Linked DNA regions of Mus musculus: region 1 is linked to region 2. Evidence: chromatin contacts called from public Hi-C data. All regions are on one chromosome and are shown on one strand. Each heading gives the region's core, a stretch centred on a gene start, on an enhancer-like site or on the middle of the called end of the contact. The rest is flanking DNA. Distances are from core to core; before and after follow the strand shown. Region 1 has its middle 3.9 kb from the start of Gm15767. Region 2 has its middle 27 kb from the start of Klhl42.

Region 1 (3,549 bases), core at 1,022-3,521, 120 kb after region 2:
CCATAACTATTATAGTTGATCACAGAAATTCATAGAAAATAAATTTAGTAATACGCATCAAAACCATAATGTGTTCACATTACTTGATCTCAAAGTTGAGCTCTGAGCTCCACAGGCACATGGAAGAAAGTGTACCACTATACTGACTAGCTAAAGGATGGCATAGTTTCCACAAAGCATGGTAACCGCGTGGACAAGTTTCCTTTTAAAATGTGTTTCAGGCCAGGTGAGTGATACACACCTTCAATCTCAGCACTCAGGAGGAAGAGGCAGAAAGATCTCTGTGATTCTGAGGCCAGCCGGTTCTACTACATAGTAAGTTCCAGGCCAGGCAAAGTTACACAGTGAGATCTTGTCTTTTTATTTTTTTTTTTAATGTCTTGTTTCAATGTGGTGCATCAAAGGATAGAATTAACAGAGTGAACAGACAGCATGAAGATGGGAGATGACATTTGGAAATCACATATCTGACAAGGGGCTAATAGCAGAACAAACAAATAAATAAATAAACAAAGAAACAAGCAAACAAGAAACCAACAAAGAATGCTACAACCCAGGAACAGAAAGATGACTTACCTGATCTAAACATGGCCTGAGGAATGAATGTTTCCCTAGATGACATACAAAGGGGGCAACAAGCGTGTGAGTAGCTGTGTAATATCTTTGTATAATCTTAGAAATACAAATGAAAATCATAGCATTTTATTGTACCTATTATCAAAAAGTAAAAGATAAAGTTGATGATGACTTGGAGACGCTAGAATCCTTGTCCTGTGTTGGTAGGAATGAAAATGGCACAGTTGCTAAGGAAAAGAGTGCAGAGTTCCAAACAAGCAAACAAACAACAACAAAAAACAGAAACAAAACCCCAAAACCTGACTGTGACACCATGAGACCGAGATGGTGACCTGTAATTATCAACCTGATATAATTTAGATTCATCTGGAAAAGAGTCTCGGTGAAGGACTGTCTTTATTGACTGGCCTGTGAGCATGTCTATGGGGCAATGTCTAGATTACACTGAGATGGGAAGACTCAGCCCACCATGGGTGGCATCATTCTCTAGTCAGGAGATCCAAACTGTAAGAGTAGAAAAACAGCTGAGCGCAAGCAAGCAAGCAAGCAAGCAAGCAAGCAAGCAAGCAAGCAAGCAAGCAAGCAAGCAAACAAGCAAACAAGCAAACAAGCAAGCATGTGTGTACTTGTTTCTCTGTATTCCTGACTATGGATGTGATGTGACCAGCTTTTTAAAGTTCTTATCTTGGTTACCGCCCCCCCCCCATGAACTGTAATCTGAAAATATAAGCCAAATAAGTCCTTTCTTCCCTGAATTGCTTTTTTGACTGAAGTGTTTCATCACAGCAACAGAAAGAAAACAAAAATGAGAGTATATATATATCCAGAGAAACTGAAAGGGTGGTAGAAGGCTACTGGCATACCCGGGGTCACAGCAGCATTATCATTACAGACAGCAGGGAGAAGCAACATAGATGTTCACTGATGGATGAGTGAATAAACAAAATGTAGCAGTTGGATACATGTTTATCCCTAAGGTGGAAGGAAACTGTGACACTGCTATAGTCTGGACGACCTGAGCATGTCACATAAAGTGAGCCAGCCACAAAAGACAAATGCTGCATGACTCTGTATGATTGCGGAACCTAGAGTCACCAGAATCACAGAGAGTGGAATGGGATCGCCAGGCTCTGGGGCAAGTGTGATTTTTGGAAGAGTTTGAAGGCTGCCAGATTTACCTCTTCTGGAATTTTTACACAGAAACACGTGTCACAGAATTGGCTGCATACTTAGAAATGGGTGAGATGGTTTAAAAGTATTAGGTGTTCACTACAGTTACTAATTGAAAATATGTAGAGAGATTAGACCAATACAAATTGAGTGCTTTTGAATGCAAAGTGAGAGATGATGCTGAAAAACAGAAGGCTGGAAGCATCCATCAAGTCTCACTGTGGGAGGCATGGAGAAACCATAGAGAGGGGGAGGCAAGGTAGAACACACCTGACAGCAGTGTTGGGAGGATCAGAAGCAAATTCTATGTTTGTATAACTAGGTAAGAATATGTAGGAAAAACTACAGAGAATAAGCACATGAGCAGTTTTTATCCTTCCTGAAACATTCTCTCTCCCTCTCTCTCTCTCTCTCTCTCTCTCTCTCTCTCTCTCTCTCTCTCTCCTTTTCTGCTTTCTCTAAGCTGCCTTAGTGCGTGGCTAGCAAGAGCTCACAGAAATCTATCACGGTTGGGTCTTTACAGGGTGGCCGACTCTGGTGCTGCCACCTACTGGTCACTCCCAGGCCGTCATGGATTTAAGCTTGCCCAAACCATTTTGTTTCAAGCCAAATAATTAACAATTTAAGAATTAGACTGAAATTGTTTTAGTATATTATCTTAAGAGGTATCTCTCAGAAACTGGCTCTGGTGAACTCTGCCTGTAAGTCTAGCTGCTCCAGAGGGGCTGAGATGGGATGACTGAACCTTCAGCACATGGCCTGGAGAATAGAGAGGGCAAGGCCAGCTGGAGCAACTTTGCCAGAGTCTGTCTCCAAATTATAAGTAAAAGGGAGCTGGTGCTGTAGCACAGAGGTGGAGCACTCACATACACATGGGAGGCCCTGAGTTGTTGGGCTTTGTTTTTGTATCTAGGTAACATATAAATTCTGAAAAAGCACAGAAATGTATAAATGATTGTCTGTATCCCAGAGCCACTTCGTAGAATAAGATTACAGAGCAGATACATCCTCCATGGCTTGGATTCTGATAGGGGTCCCTTGGCATATTGACAGAGAACAGAATGGAGAAAAACCTGGGGGATTTGATTTCAATTAGTTTGGAAAGTTCTGGGTTTTAAAAAGTAAAGCAAGGTCATTTTCTGCAGAATTCCTCAGGAATTTCCCCAGCTGAACACCAGGATTTTGTACCAGGCCATGCCTTTTGGCAACATGTGTCAGTTAAGACATTTTTGGGAACACAGACACTGATCGACGTCATCCTGCCTGCACTCCAGAAAGAGACCAGTAAGTTTTTATGTCATTTCAAGAGGGCAGGGTAACTTCAAATATTAGGTAAAAAAAAATAGGGATTAATAATTATAGTGGCAAGTTGATTGGAGCCAATGGGCATTTCAACTTCAATAATCATGGCACTGTGTGGGTCATGGCACTGTGTGGGTCATGGCACTGTGTGGGTCATGGCACTGTGTGGGTCATGACACTGTGTGTGTGGATGGGTAATGCATATGCTAATCTTCTCCATAACATTGCTGTGTGGGTCTGCCAATGGTTTTCTTAATCTTGGCCATTTTTAATTTCATTGTGGCCATGTTGTTGTGATCTCTCGCAGATTCCTGGGGGAGCAAGGCAGAGAATTAAATCTATTAATCTCGAATGAACTGCTCTTAAGAGTCTGCAGTGCTGACTCAGTAACTATTGGCCATTTCTTTTGGTTCTTTCTCAAAGTTAACATTGATTAATTCTGAGATTAGGCTTTTAGTATTGACGTAAGCCAGAAATTGAACTACAGTCACCCCATATTTA
Region 2 (3,343 bases), core at 572-3,071:
ACTGGGAACAGTCACCTAGGCAGAACAAATCAGTCTCCATTCTCCTGGACACAGTTCCCAGCAGTCCCGGGCCAGTAAGAAGGGCCTTCAAGGTAAGGCTGTCTCAGGATCTGTGGAAGGAGAGGCTGCCAGTGATTCTGATCTCTGCCACATCTGGGGCTCGACCATTTCCTCAGGAATACAAGGAAAAAATTTGGGAGAGAGAAAAAATTAGTTTTCCTCTTAAACGTCAGAAAAAGAGAAACGGAGATAACTTGGCAGCAGTCAGCAGACACTGGATCCGAGTGAGACAGACATCGAAGCACTGTCACCAGAAAACGTCTGTTTGCCCCATCAGACCAGTTATAGCCTCTTTTAAAAATAGGAGTTAGCTTTTACAAAATGCCACAATGAAGTGGGATTTTGTGTTATAAACTTTTGTTTTACTACGTTGGCTTAATATTCTCTCACTCATCTTAAATATCAAAGCCTGCTTCTGTGGTGCTCACAGTTCCTACCTAAAACTGTAATTTTATAAACTTTGAAGTGGATCAGCTCCGGAGAAAACCTGCTAGCGCTCCAGAAAGCCTTTAAACGGTATCGCCAGTATTCTCGGCCACCTAGCGGTAAAAATCTGAACTGCAAACCTTGTGCCTGTCTTGGGACGCTACTCTAAACCATGGTTGAGGGAGCTGGCCAGCAAATTCCAGCCTCCTAGCCACAGTGGCCATGTGTGGTCGACTGTGGCTCCGTCATTCCTCTAGGGGGTTTGAGAGACCCAGAGAATCTCGACTACTTATGATTGCTTTTGTGGCTGGAATGAACATAGCTCATTCCTTTAGAGTCATGTGTGCCAGAAAAATAGGGTTCTCTCTATAAAACTAGGTTCAGTATGTTTTCCAGTTTGAGAATAGATAGATGTATATGAATCCTTCTGTTCTTCCTCCTCCTTCTCCCCCTCCTCTCCCGCCTTTCCTGTCATACCCCTTTTCTTTCTCTTTCTTTTTCTTTCTTTCTCTTTCTTTCTCTCTTTCTCTTTCTCTCTCTGTCTGTCTGTCTGGTAAATATTCTGAAGAAGCAATTTAAGGATATGATGTGGCTTCATCACAACAGCTAGCAGGAACGTGAGGCTGACTTTGCATGTCTCAGGATCTGGAATCTCTCTCTCTCTCTCTCTCTCTCTCTCTCTCTCTCTCTCTCTCTCTCTCTCTCTCTCATTTGTTTTGTTTTTGTTTTTGACCAGAACCCCACCCCAGCCTGTGGGATGTTCACCTACATTAACAGGATTAATTTTAATTTTAGCTAATTTTTTTCTGTTTCTCAGTTAATCCTCTCTGGAAACCCTCTTACAAACAAATTCATTGATGCCCTAACAGCCTTTTCATTTAGTTGAGCTGGCATAAAACTTGCCCATGATAGAACTGAGGAAACAAAGCACTGAATAGCTCTGTTACCACCAGAAATCTTACACAGATGAACAGAAACCATAAGAATCATGTGAGAAGAGCCCAACCAAATGCTTCAGATGATGTAAATCCCCATTTCCAGCTCTGGTCAAGCGGTACTGTGATGGTCTAGATATTGTTCTCTGGTCATGAACAAACTTGACTGTGGACATTGGCAAGCTCTCCCAGCCTCAGTTTCTCTACTCTTAAAACTGGATAGTATCCGGAGTGCAGTGAAATGAACTAACTACTGTGGGTGAGAGCGCGGTTTTGGAGCGGAGGTGAGGTGGCGTTGTTTCCTTGGTTCCTCTGTTTGGAGGCACTTGATACCTCTGGAGCATGCGTCCACAACACCACCTGGGTGCATGAGCTCAGCCTTGAGTCACAGGACAGATCAACTCTGTGTGATTCACCTTCCTGGGGCTCCTTAGTCATCTACACTGGTCCAGACAAGGCTGCCCCAGCTGGGACTGCTCAAGCTTTGCTTTGAGTCAGGTTGTGCTATTTACTGATAGTCTTCCCGAGATGTGTGGTGTTTGTGTATGGACCTGTGGTGTGGCCAAGGTAACACACATGTTCTGGGGAAAGTTGTGAATTGCTACAGAGACCTGGAAACTGCTGTTCAGCTTGGAGGGAACTGAACTTTTGGGTTGCTCTGAAAGTGCTCTCCAACATCATCTGCCCTTGCCACTGGAACATCAGGGATGCTCGCCAGCCATGAAGAGAAACTTCAGTGGGGCCTTAACACTTTCCCTAAACATTAGACATTTTGGTAATAATGGCAGCCACAGTCATAGCTGTAAGTCATTGCTGTTTCTGTGCTGGTGGTGAATTCCCATTATGTAAATTTGACTTATGATTCGAACAAGCATCAAAGTTACAAATTAGAGGTACTCTTTTATTTTCTGAAGAAGGAATGTTGAATTTACAATTATTAACTGTGCTTACCAACAGGTATTACTGTGACATTTCCACATAAGCACATGGGCTTTGGTCTTAGCCTCCCCCCCCCCCCCGTTCCCTTGTTCTTTTGTAATCACCTACACTCAACATTTTGTTTGATTTTAAATCTGGTTTGTACGCATGACAGGAAGCAGTGATGCTTGTCTTTCTCAGGACACTAGATTCTTCTGTCAACCCATGGTATCCAAGGAGATCCCTGCCACATCACACAGTCCTCGGACTCTCAGGTTTGTGAGTAAAATGTCTTAGAACCTGCACACATCCTCCTGAATAATTTAAACCATCTCTAGATGCTAGTGACCCCCAAAGAAGGAAGGAGATGCACAGTCATTACACTGTCATCTAGGGGTAGTGTGGAGATACTCAGTTGTTACACTGCCATCTAAGGGTAGGGTGGAGATACTCAGTTGTTACACTGTCATCTAGGGGTAGGGTGGAGATACTCAGTTGTTACATTGTCATCCAGGGGTAGGGTGGAGATACTCAGTTGTTACACTGTCATCTAGGGGTAGGGTAGAGATACTCAGTTGTTACATTGTCATCCAGGGGTAGGGTGGAGATACTCAGTTGTTACACTGTCATCCAGGGGTAGGGTAGAGATACTCAGTTGTTACACTGTCATCCAGGGGTAGGGTGGAGATACTCAGTTGTTACACTGTCATCTAGGGGTAGGGTAGAGATACTCAGTTGTTACACTGTCATCTAAGGGTAGGGTGGAGATACTCAGTTGTTACACTGTCATCTAAGGGTAGGGTAGAGATACTCAGTTGTTACACTGTCATCTAAGGGTAGGGTAGAGATACTCAGTTGTTACACTGTCATCTAAGGGTAGGGTGGAGATACTCAGTTGTTACACTGTCATCTAAGGGTAGGGTGGAGATACTCAGTTGTTACACTGTCATCTAAGGGTAGGGTGGAGATACTCAGTTGTTACACTGTCATCTAAGGGTAGGGTG

What was found. Hi-C and Micro-C count contacts between places; a contact is called where the count stands out from the background.
Region 1: a contact with region 2 is called in a Hi-C map of pancreatic cancer cells, with 3 times the contacts expected there. The contact joins two enhancer-like sites. A contact is called at or near these places in 56 of 484 Hi-C or Micro-C datasets (the C2C12 cell line, the G1E-ER4 cell line, the HL-1 cell line and 24 more) and 3 of 115 datasets of contacts at active chromatin or transcription factors (embryonic stem cells, fibro-adipogenic progenitors and pancreatic cancer cells).

Annotation. Positions count from the first base shown.
Region 1 is chr6:147,238,115-147,241,663 of GRCm38.p6, forward strand. No RefSeq gene overlaps it. Among named protein-coding and RNA genes, the nearest start is that of Gm15767, 3.9 kb to the right of the region's middle. Within about 2 kb of position 2,272, at least 3 of the 459 cell types and tissues checked have an H3K27ac peak or open chromatin away from gene starts, as enhancers often do. A contact at or near this core is called in pancreatic cancer cells, where this site is marked.
Region 2 is chr6:147,116,145-147,119,487 of GRCm38.p6, forward strand. No RefSeq gene overlaps it. Among named protein-coding and RNA genes, the nearest start is that of Klhl42, 27 kb to the left of the region's middle. Within about 2 kb of position 1,822, at least 36 of the 459 cell types and tissues checked have an H3K27ac peak or open chromatin away from gene starts, as enhancers often do. A contact at or near this core is called in pancreatic cancer cells, where this site is marked.